2 separate regions of the Mus musculus genome follow, and region 1 is linked to region 2. Evidence: chromatin contacts called from public HiChIP or PLAC-seq data. All regions are on one chromosome and are shown on one strand. The core of a region is the stretch at or near the end of the contact, and the rest is flanking DNA. Distances in the headings are between cores, read along the strand shown.

Evidence for each region. HiChIP or PLAC-seq counts read pairs in DNA pulled down with a chosen protein or histone mark.
Region 1: a contact with region 2 is called in a RAD21 HiChIP or PLAC-seq map of pro-B cells, with 10 times the contacts expected there. The contact joins two enhancer-like sites. A contact is called at or near these places in 2 of 15 datasets of contacts at CTCF or cohesin (CD8 T cells and pro-B cells), 1 of 484 Hi-C or Micro-C datasets (bone marrow-derived macrophages) and 1 of 115 datasets of contacts at active chromatin or transcription factors (CD8 T cells).

The regions. Positions count from the first base shown.
Region 1 is chr16:51,672,581-51,678,974 of GRCm38.p6, reverse strand. No RefSeq gene overlaps it. Among named protein-coding and RNA genes, the nearest start is that of Gm29686, 310 kb to the left of the region's middle. Within about 2 kb of position 2,809, at least 36 of the 459 cell types and tissues checked have an H3K27ac peak or open chromatin away from gene starts, as enhancers often do. A contact at or near this core is called in pro-B cells, where this site is marked.
Region 2 is chr16:51,348,870-51,354,827 of GRCm38.p6, reverse strand. No RefSeq gene overlaps it. Among named protein-coding and RNA genes, the nearest start is that of Gm32431, 300 kb to the right of the region's middle. Within about 2 kb of position 2,512, at least 33 of the 459 cell types and tissues checked have an H3K27ac peak or open chromatin away from gene starts, as enhancers often do. A contact at or near this core is called in pro-B cells, where this site is marked.

The DNA.
Region 1 (6,394 bases), core at 1,560-4,059, 320 kb before region 2:
TCTTTTAAGGAATAGTAGTGACATTATCATATGATAAAAAAAAAAAAGAGTGATATCTTCGTGTAAAGAATGATCTGCTGTTGCTTTTACTGAAATCGTTTTAAGTGTGCCAGGCATTTATGCTAATGACGTCATGGAGTATGGCTTTCATAGCTCATGATTTCTATACCCTTTGTAAGTTGAGTCGCCATGACATATAACCTACCTACTTTATGGGAAATTCTGCTAGATTTCATAGAAGTCCTTGAAGTTAGACACACTTAGGAAAACATCCTTGAGTGCATTGTATATTACAGTATGAATGAGCAATTACATACGGACTGATCCTATTATGTTGAGTTGATGTAGTTCTCAGTAGAAACTGAGTCCCTGGCTGACAGTCCCATCATACTTGACCTTAACATTATGCCAGACTGTCTCTCACCATTTGAAGTATGGCATGAGAAATTATGATCATTCTTACTGTATAAGACATTAATAATTTATAATAAAGTATGTTCATTATAATTTGAGAGGAAATATAAACACACACACACTTAATTCTATGGTTTTATAAAACGTCAGTGAGCCAGCATCTGTAATTTTAAGTTTAGTTGGTGGTTTCAGGTGTGAAACTATAACTTTGTAGTTTCAGGAGATTTGACATATATAAACATTATTAATTTTGATTTTAAAATTTATCCCTAGAGGCTTGGCACATGGTTCAGTGGATAAGAACATTTTCTGTGTAAACATGAGGTCGTGAGTTTGGATCTCCTCCATTCATGTGACAGTAAACAACACCATCAAAGCTTTGAGTGGCTGTGCATGCCTGTGGCTCTGGCATTGGAGGGTTTGTGTGTGTGTGTGTGTGTGTGTGTGTGTGTGTGTGTGTGTGTCTGTGTGTCTGTGTCTCTGTGTGTGTGTCTGTGTGTGTGTGTGTGTGTGTATACGGCAGAAGGATCTCTAGCTTACTGACTCCATACCTGCATGAAAAATAGCTGTAGGTTAATGAGAAACATTGTGTCAAGTGAAAAAGGTAGAGAGTGATAGAGAAGAACATCACAAAGTCCTTCTACAACCGCTACATGTGTGCTACATGTGCTACATGTGTGGCATTGGCATGTGCTACATGTGTGGCGTTGGTGTTTATGCACATAAAAAGAAATGCTATATACGTGAAAACATCACACATACACACATCAAATACCACCACCTAAGCAAGGGGAATAAACAATTTCAGTGTCTCTTGGTTGTTCTACATCTCATAGCAGTCCAAACGTCCTTTAGTATGCTATACATTTGGCATGGGTACACACCCTGCACATCAGAATGCCCTTAGTGTCAGATCTATTTCTGATTATTTATAGGAAATGCTATTGGTACCCTTTTTACTCTCTTATCCCTATAGGGCTTCCCCCATTCAGCATGTCTGCTTCTCTCTGTGTGTGTCAGTTTTATGTGGGTTTCTCCTTGGTTATTCCATGTAAAGAGGAGGTGGGCCACATTCCAGCTTCCTTTCTCCTTAGTGAGACCACCTTGTTCTTCGACATACTGTCATAAAAGGATTTCCTGTGCCTAGCTCCCAATGAATAGGATTATCCCATTAATTTACTCCTTTCTCCTCCTCCTCCAGGTACTTCTCTGTTGGACTCCTATATTCCCTCAATGTATTTCATTTCCAAAGAAAAGACTGAAAATATTTTTTGTCTCAGGGTTTTATTGATGTGATAAAACACCATGACCAAAGGCAACTTTCAACTTCTAGTTTCACATCAGTCCTTGATGGAGGCCAGGGCAGGAACTCAAAGCTAAAACTGAAGCAGAAGGAAGAGTGATGTACATTGGCTTGCTCAGTGTGTGTGCTTACACCATGCCAGGCATTCTGCACAGTAGTGACACCACTTAGAGTGAGTGGCCCTCTCACACTGGTCATCAATTCAGAGACTATCCCCACCTACTTATGTATAAGCTAATCCTATGGAGGCATTTCCTCAATTAAGATTCCCTCTTCTTAGATATGTTTGTCTGTGTCAAGTTCACAGATAAATATCCAGGACACTATTCTAGGAAGCTGCTTTTGCAGTTGCTCAATTGAGAAGGTCACAAATACTAAAATGTGGAGCTTTTAGAACAAAATTGCAAGAGAGAATAAAAGTCTTAAGTGGCCAAACTCAGTGCAAACAGAATGTACAAAGCTTTACTATTGTTCTTTCATTACTGTTTTTATTAGGACTTATATTCTCCTACTACTCTATTTTGATGTAGCCTGTTATTCAGGAAGAAGATGAGGATGGTACCTGTAGATAATGGATACATCACTGGACAGCTGCTTGGGGTCTCAAATTCTAAACATCAATCTTATGATTTATATAATGGGTTTTATAAATAATTTGCCAATATCACAGGCGTTGTGAGAGAGAGATATTTTGATTTTGTTGTTGTTTTTAGGAGGCAAGTTCAAGTACAAAGTTTACTGTGGAGCTTTCTTTGCATCTTGAATTTCCTTGTGTGTTTGGTAACTTTACCTAGCATCCATTAGTTCATAGGTTGAAACTTGGGCCTTCAACTTTATGTCAATGACTTCTAGTCTGCTATGAATGCACTAGAGATTGCCAGTTAACAATCACTGGTTGCTAACTGTGGTACCCAAAGAAAATCACAGTTGGTACCTTCCTCATGGGGGTCTGTGCACCCAGTAAGAGCTCCAGCTGTAGATACCCCGACAAAGAAGCCTGTTTAAACCAGTATTCTAATACCTAATCAATCAGAAAGTTCAAAGCATACAGTCCTCCCACTTAAGAGTGTCGGGGGAGGGCTGTTACTGCACCATCTCAGAGCCGGAAATTCTTGCTTCCTCTACAAGCAGCCATCTGGATCCACTATTACTAAAGGACACAGATCCAATTACAAACATGTATTTGTGAAGGAAACTTACAGTATCTTTGAAAGGAGTCTCTCGTACTTGAAGTCAAGGTCTGCTGAAGTTTACCTGTTAGAAATCAACTTAGGTTAAAAAAAAAGAGAGAGAGAGAGATACCTCAAGATAGAAAGAAAGTGAGAATAAAGGAGAAATGCAAATAAAATAGATCTCTTGGCTTTTTTCCTTATTCAAACTCTTAAATCTATTGAGAATGTTGGAAATTTTTCTTTGCTTACAGCATCCCCTTTCTTTCCTTCTTTCTCTCTCTCTCTCTCTTTCTTTCTTTCTTTCTTTCTTTCTTTCTTTCTTTCTTTCTTTCTTTCTTTCTTTCTTTCTCCTCTTCCCTCCCTCCCTCCCTCCCTCCCTCCCTCCCTCCCTCCCTCCCTCCCTCCCTTCCTTCCTTCCTTCCTTCTTTCTTTTCTTTCTGTCTTTCTTTCTTATTTTTTATTCGATATTTTCTTCATTTACATTTAAAATGTTATCCCCCTTTCCTAGTTTCCTCTCTGAACGTCTCCTATACCCTCCCCCTGACCAAAGTCCCCAACGTACCCACTCCCGCATCCTGGCCCTGGCATTCCCCTGTACTGGGGCATATAATCTTCGCAAGACCAAGGGCTTCTCCTCCCATTGATGGCCAAAGGAAATGACTGTAGCATGTAATCTTTCATAACAGAGAAAATGATCAAACTCAGGTTAGAAAGCAAGGAAAAGATGAAAGCTTTGAAAGACTTAGAACTTTGCTGACGTACAGACTGAGGCTGGGAAAGGCTAAGAGGCAGGAAGTGCTGTTGCTATTGCTTCTGAGGTTGTATTTCATAGTTTCCACTTTGGTTAACTGGAAGGAAACTGGGTGATTGGGGGTAGTTGTGTTATCGATCACATCAGTTTTCTGCTTTGTTTCTATTTTTTTCTTAAAGCATTACTCTTTTCTATGCAGGAAGGTCTAGGAATCATTAACCTACCATATTGTATGCCACAATCAAATGCTTTGCTACAAAGATGGGGAATATTGAAATTGGCACTGGTGGATGTCATCCTTAAGTCACAGAGGGAGTTGTAAATGTAGTCTTAGAGATCAGACGTTCAGAGGAAACCAAATATCATCTATGATCCTTGTTTCTAGACTCAGAGTTGCTCCACTACGAGGATTCTCATAGCACATTTGCATAAATACACAATTTTTCATAGAGAGGTTTACCATTTTTAAAATACATACAACCCGACTGATTTGATTTTCAAAAAGTGCTTCCATCAAGATTATTTTTTAAAAAAACAAAACAAAAGAAGAACTGACACTTGCGATGTAGGTCCTGTGATGTCCTGTCACTGGACAGGACACTGAATCAATCAGCTCCTGTCTGCATGAAGTTCATGGTCAGTGCTATGACCTGGACATGCAGATGAAGATGAATTCCATCACATCTGAGGGATACCAGCCCCCAAAACTCTCAACGAACTGTTCTCAATGGATTTACCTTTGTCTTATGTGAGGTTTTCAAGCTTGCTGAGGACTGAGCTATTACGAAATATTGAATAGATGTTTAATAAATATTTCTAGATTAGTATATATCAGACTGATAACTCTAATTCAGTGCAACTCACATTAATACTAAGGAAACCTGCTTGTCAGTGAGCCAGAAATGACAGCTACCTAGGCTAATATAAAACCTCAATGTCAGTCCTATGAACTCAGTATAAAAGTAATCTCATGGATTTCTGCCCAGTATTATTAGATCAGTGAAAAGAAAAGTTTGTGGCATCTGAAAGAAACAGTCCCTACTTTACAGACATGCTATGTAAAGAACAAACATCTATAGTCATTCTGAAGATAGCAACATGAAGAAAGCTTCAGCGTTTTTTTTTTTTTTAATTGGATATTTTATTTATTTACATTTCAAATGTTATCCCCTCTCCGGGTTTCCATCTGCAACCCTCCTATTCCATCCCCCTTTACCCTGCTTCTCTGAGGGTGCTCCCCAACTCACCTACCCACTCCTGCCTCACTGCCCTAGCATTTCTCTACATTAGGGCGTCGAGCCTTCACAGAACCAGGGCCTCCCCTCCCATTGTTGCCAGATAAGGCCTCTTCAACTCCTTCAGTCCTTTCCCTAATCCCTCCATTGGGGTCCCTGTGCTTAGTCTGATGTTTGTCTGTGAGCTTCCACATCTGTATTGGTCAGCATCTGGCAGAGCCTCCAGTGTATTTAAGGTCATCAATTGATATTTTAAACACACAATTGAAAAAAGGCCTTACCATACTGCTCAGCAAGTAGAGGTACTAGTGACACAGGCCTGATGACTTGAATTCAATCCGCAGATCATAGAGTGGATCATAGAGTGGAGAGAACTCTCTCTCTCTCTCTCTCTCCCTCTCTCTCTCTCTCTCTCTCATACACACACAAACACACACACACAAATATTTATATATGCACACTCACATACACATAAAATAAAATTATTTATAAATTTATAAAGTTTTTAAAATGGGTTATTGGAAAACAATACAATTGTAAATCAAAACGTAAGTCCCAATTTTCTCTTTTGACGGTCAGATTTAACAGACAACATTATGTCCTGCCAAACTGCCATAAACATTTACTCTAAAGTCCTAAGCAGCCTCCTACTGATGAGACATCAAGTGTGTGAGCCAGGACAATATTTGGGCCTGCATTCGGCAAAGCACTGTGGCAAAGCCAGCAGTCATTTGACAGCTGCTGAGGAGTGCCCAAGCAAATGAACCAACCAGAAAAAAAAAAAAAAAAGTTTGATATTTGAGGAAATTTGTTGGACAAAGAAATAGACTTGAGGATCATTGTTTTGCAAAGACGAGAATAGTTGACCCTCTCCCTTACTTTTCCATTTTAGCTTTTGCTTAAAAAATATTCTGAGTGAATGTAGTTAATCCTTTTTTTCTGTACATTTTTATTTGTAATAATATTTAAGCCTTGTGAATATAATCCCCATAGGAAATCATTCATATTTCTCTGCTTGTGGTAATTATCATAAGGCATCTCTAGTTATCTCCTATGGCTTGATTTTAATATAAGGCAGTAGGTAGATCTTGTAGGGAGCCTACCGTAGAGGGTTTTAGTTAGTTGGCCAACAGCAGATTGTAACTGCAGGGCTGATGCTGTCATTCATTACTTTGATATGATGACCTACACATTCTTTAAGGTCATGGGCAAATTTAATTTCTAAAATTATACAAATGTATGAAATCAATAAAAAGAAATGGAGAGGAGATCAAAATAAATTTATTAATAAAGACTTCAAATTGGTTCAATACCATTTTTCCAAAACATAGGCAGACCCTGAACTGGCAAAACTGAGTATCAATTATTATTATAGGACAGAAATGTCAGTGCAGTAAGTGGTACCTGTGAGAGCTGATGTATAGTGAATTAAAGAAGTAATTCATAATGATTCTCATAGTTGTTTATTTCCTGTGGATTCTTCTTTGATTATTTCTTTCAAGTAAGAGGGAACCAAGGA
Region 2 (5,958 bases), core at 1,263-3,762:
AGAAACTTAAGTATAGGTGTCATACAGGGCACTGAATCAAGGAATTTAGAGTTAAGAAAAGTGATAAAATGCAGGTTGGAGCTTGGATATCAATGTAAAAGTGAATCTTAGAGCTAGAAGGTGCTCATTTCAGAAGACAAATGTACAATAAACCCAGCTGATGTTCGTTAATTCTTATGTGCATGGCATTTATCTAAACACACTTCGCATGTATAAGATGGGAGTTTACAGACTGCCTCTGCTTCTAAGACTTGCTAGGAAACCTCACAGAACTCAGCACATGGCCATCTTTATGGTTATGATTCATTGCAAATAAAGGATGCAAAACAAAGCTGGCAAAGGAAAAGGTCACAGAGGGCATCATCTAGCAGGTGTGTCGAACTCTTTGACACTACAACATGGTGCTATTGTCTACAAAGTTTATACTTAAGAAGATTGCAACCAAGTAACAATGAATATGCAAAAGAATCACACAAAGTTCTAATTTCATAAATTTATATTGGGCCATACTGATGGCTATCCATATCCTCCCCTACCAGGGAAAACAGGGGAGGGCAGCCTCTCCCAGGAGAGTGACAGAATGGGCTTAATTATCTCATCAGTGAGTTGCAAGTGAGAGAGTTGCAGTGATAGCAAGTGAGATGTTGGCATCTGGGGTCTAATTACTAGATATCCGGTATTGAAAGCTTTTCCTGGAGCTGGGCAGGGTTGGGGCATGCATCGGCAACTTCTACTCAGCTTCTACATGTTATCCAGCCATGCTGTGTTTGCAGCTGAGATCATGCTGTCTTCACTAATAGTATAGGCACATGAGGTGGTGGGAATGGTCCCTGCATGCAAGTTCCTGAATACTGACAGGAGTCTGTAGATAGACCCATCTATGGATGAGAGAGACTGTGTCTGGGATGTTAACTAATTTTAGTATGCTTTAAATAATTTGGTATGACTCCAAAAAAAATCTCTCAATGAGGTCCAATTTTTTTTCCCAATGAGGAAAAGGAGGAAAAACTCACTCAGCTGCCAAAAGATAAATTTAGAAATTTCCAGCATCCAATATGGTTCTTGTGCAGAAACTTGAAGAGCTTCCGACAGGAGCATCTCCAGGAAAAACAGAGTCGTGGGGTAAAAGAATCAAGCCTTGGGAAAACCCACATTTATTGATAAGGAGACAATCTCTTACACATACTTACCTTTGCCCCCTCCCCCATTTTGTTTGTTTGTTTGTTTGTTTTTTGTTTTTTGTTTTCCTTTTGACAGGGTTTCTCTGAGTGGCCTTAGATATCCTGGAACTTGCTCTGTGAACCAGACTGGCCTCATACTAACAGAGATCCACCTGCCTCTGCTTCCCAAGTGCTGGGATCAAAGGCATGTGCCACCAGCAACAGCTACACTTAACTTACTTTAATCTGAACTGCTCTTTCTCTATCTTGTAGTTTATAATAATAGCTACGTTTTCTTTATAAATTGCTACTACTTCTCCTAAGTGGCACTGTGGCATTTCTTCCCTGGGATGTTTCTCTCCATACCTCTGTTGCAATCTGCCTCTTACTCGTTTTAAGTTTTCTTTTATTTGTGCATCAGCATCACTCTCCAAGCTGCCAGCTGCTGAAAGGCTGAATGAGCATCTTTCCCCATGCTCTAGCATCAGCACCTCACTCAGTCTCCAAGGTACAGCAGTTGCTCAAGAAATGCAAGAGCCAGGAAGAGGAGCAGAGGAGGAGATAGAGAGAGGAGGACAGGAAAAAGGGACACAAAGAGAAAGGGAGAAGAAAATTCAATTGAGGAAAAGTAAAATAAGGCAAAAATAATGCTTTTGGTGAATGTATATAAACATCCCTGCAACGTAAGGCACCTATGAGCTCCTAGGATTGTAAAGATTTAAATCTTAAGAGTGTGCATATTTAATTTGCCTTTGTCTACCATGTGCTATACAAATGACTCCATAAATTCTGCTTTGCATTTACACATGTACCTGAAAACAGGTGTGTGTAGTATCCTAGATAATGTTCTATTACTCTTTCCACTGAAGTCTGTTGTGGCCTAACTAAAATTTAACATTGCCTAAAAGGAAAACGAGAAGAACATTTTTAAGGGAAAGTATGTTTATTTTTGATAAAAATCTTTATTTTTAATATTTTTTTCATACTGAGTTTTGTTTTTAATTTTTTGGAAGGAATTAGGTATGGAAATCTTGAGAATTTAATATTATGTATCTGAGACAGTTTTATTTCAATAATACATGATTGTTAACTATACTAGGAGGAGAAATGTGTGTCTAAACTGATTTTCAACCATTCAGTCTCAAGATTCTCATGAGAATCCAGATGAACTGTGGGTGAGAATATTCACCAGGACTTGCCTAGAAACCATGGCAGAGCTGTCGCAACTAGGCATCTGGCCAGGGTGGGGAGGCCCACCACTATGTGGTCCATATGAAGTGGTACATAATAAAGACTCTTCGTCAGGCTGCAGTGAATGAGACCCCATGGAAAGCTGGCAGAGTCAGCCAACCACAGCTCCACAGTTCTCCTGTGCTCACAGATGTTTCCTGCCTTCTGCACCACACGCAGCCTACACTGAAGCCTCTGTGTTTTCTTGTAAATGCATCTGCTGTGGTTGGATCCCGTTCCAGGGTCAATTTCTTCATCATTAAAAAATGAAGCCATGAAGAATTTGTTAGAGGGAACATGGAATATAATTTAATGACTATATATGTCTCTACTGATAGATTGGTTTTGTTTAGTTTTATTTTTGAGATATTGTTCTTATTATGGATAAATTGATTTCACCTAACTGTCAGGAAGACAGAAACTAGAACAGTCTCTATGAAAGTGGGATGGATTCTTTATCCATCCATTGCTAGGCTTAAGTTTCAAACTTAGGAAACGTGTGCCAGACATCTGCTGTCACACTAAACTTCCTGTTCATTTTAGAGAATTTGCTCTGTTTGAGATCTCATTACTTGTTTACCGTCCATTATTGGAGAGTATAAACAAAGTCAGAGCTTCCTCAGATTAGTACTCTGCCATTGTAACATGAGCAACAGCTTTTGACTTCCCAAAGTGCTATATCTAATTGATTTAAAAATCAGAAAGAAATCTAAGATACTGCCTTAGTTACATAGCTACATTGCTATGATAAAACACCAAGACCAAGATAACTTATAAAATGAAGAATTTAATTAGGCTTACCATTTAAGAGGGTTAGAATTCATGATGGAGGAATTAAGGCATCACAACAGGAAAGACTGATAGCTCATATCAAAATCACAAGCAGGAAGCAGGGAATAACCCCTCCTCCAGCAAGGCCACCCCTCCTTATTCTTCCCATACGGTTCTACCAACTAGGGAACAAGTTAAGCTTATGATTCTAGAGTGAGTAGCCATTGTCATTCAAACCTCCACAGGCTCCGTTACAACCTCATCCAACTACTGAAAAAGATAGGGTTCCTGAGTTCTACCTGCTTTGGAAAGCATACACTGCCACATCATAGTCCTTGTCTGTGCTATGTATTTCCTAGTGGCCAAACATGCTTTCATAGAGTGTAACTGCCATTTTTCTGTTCCATGTCCTCAATAATATTTTTTAAAATATATTTCATTACATTTATTAAGTTCTGTTACAGTCAGGATATGGGTGCCATCTTGTGATCCCTCTCTGTTAAAGGATCTCTTTTCTTCATCTGTATGCTCATTTAGATTAATTCGAAGCCCCCACCTTTGATAGAGTCTCTCGGTTTCCTCAAAAGTTGAGTTTAATACTTGCCATGATCTTTGTGGCAGAGAATGCTACTGGTTATTCACTCTATGTTAAATATACATGAAAGACAGAGGAAGGCTTGCATCAGGTGTTTTAAGCTCAATTAGTCTTAAGAGGGCTTAGACCTCAAATTGGGTCCATGGGTAACCTAGGAGATATTCTGAATTTTGTTCTTTTTAAGTTTTGAAGACAGAGATCTTTCACATAAAGCTCAATAATTCAGGTTTTTTTTTCCTAAAAAGAGAATAATCAGTGTAGTCCCATGTTCTCACACTTTACCCGAACACTTGGGCTGGTTTTTCTTGCCTTCTTTAAGACTATGCAGCCACTCCTCTTGCCATCTTCTTTGTGACTGTTTCCAAGCTAAACTCTACCATCTACTGTCACAACCAGACATCTGTGTCCTTCCCATTACTTTGAGTCCTTAACTGGAAGGCTCAAACTTCAGTTCACGGGCCTTTAAAATTGCTGAAGCTACAATATTATTTATTCAACCGAAATGGCTACTGTGGGTTCTCCTCCCGGATCCCTGACTTCATTAGCCCAGGGTATTTGACTAGGTTTCCAGTATTAGGCATGATTTCTCTCCTTCTGAGTAGTCTTGAGTACACCATATAACCAAGCTGTACCACTACTTGGCATAAGCCATCCCATTTGTTATTAAAAACAGAAAGAAAAGCATAGCTATGCAAAAGAAATGAAAAGGAAATTAAGAGGAGAGGGGTGCTACATAATTCTTCCTTTCATTGTTCTGTGGCTTGTTAGACATGGCTTCCAACTGGAGGTCTCTTGGAACAGGAGGATTGCTGTTTTCTAGTCAGAAAAGGCAAATCTCATAGATTATGTAATATGATATAAACATATATTGATCATATTTATTGGAATCATGTTTGTCTGTAGGGAAGGACTCTGAAGCCCAAAGTAAGTGAATTTGTGGGATGAAATTCCTGCTGCTTTAAAGATAGCACGCATCCACTTTGCACACTCACGGTTTCTTAGCACATTTTAAGAGGAGCTAATGATTCTTTCTCGAGGATGCTCATTTTGGCCTCTTTAGCTGTGAAAATCAGAGGAAAATGCTTTGCACTGTAGCCACCTGATTTGTTTTTACCTTTCACTGAAAGAGAATTGTCAGACCTGGTGCAGGCACTACTGACAGAAAACTAAGGAAAATGTTGTCCTCCATAAGGAAAATGTCTGTAGGATGTCCATCACCAGTCTGTGAGGCAAGATGGTGATACAGGGATCCAGAAAGAAAAACAATAACAAAGCAGACAGTGCTCTGTGTTCCTTTTTTCAGAATTTATTTTTATATTTTATTAGTGTGTATATGTGTGTGTGTGTGTGTGTGTGTGTGTGTGTGTGTGTGTGTGTGTACAAGCACAAGTTTATGCAGCTGCCCACTGAGGCCAGAAGAGATCAGAGTCCCTGTAATTGGAGTTTCACGTGGCTGTAAGCCTCTGAATTTGGGTGCTGGGAGCTGAATCCCAGTCCCAGAAAAGAACAGCAAGTGCTCTTTACCACTGAGTGTCTCTCCAGTCCTTCCTGATTTCTTCAGTTGTCTAAACACAGCAGTCCACAGTATTCATTTATTACTGAGGGTGATTCACTGATCGTACAACGAAAGGAGAAAGTTACCAGTTTCCTCCTGACTTATAGCCTTCACTCTGTGTTTTAAGATTCACTCCCTACTCCTCATCATAAGCTTGCAATTTAAGCTGCCAGGAGGACAAGTAGTTAACTAGAAGTAAGGCTTCTTAAACGTATTTCCTCGTGAATATTTCTGGGAAAAATGTTAACAAACACAATAAAAGGTCAAGAGGCCACAGTAGGTCCTCTAGCTGCCCATAAATAAATAGATTCCAAACAGACGCTTCTTGCCAATGAGTAGGTAGCAAGTGTAAGCCCTTCCTCCAGGCTGCCAAGCATGAGAATATCAATGATATGGACAACAACGCAGGCGCAGTGTCTGTGACTCTCTGATTTTCATGAACCCCTGCCCCCCGCAGACAACCATTGGTACTTAGTGCCTTCTACATGGGATTTGAGGTTTAAATTCTAAACAATGAACGTGTAATATAACTCATTAAATATATTTATTTGTTTTTATCTTTCTACAATCATCTGAATACTCTTGAAAGTATCTCCCCTTGTTTCCAAAAATAGCCTTCGAAGTCCCACTTGAGGTAAAGGTGAGTT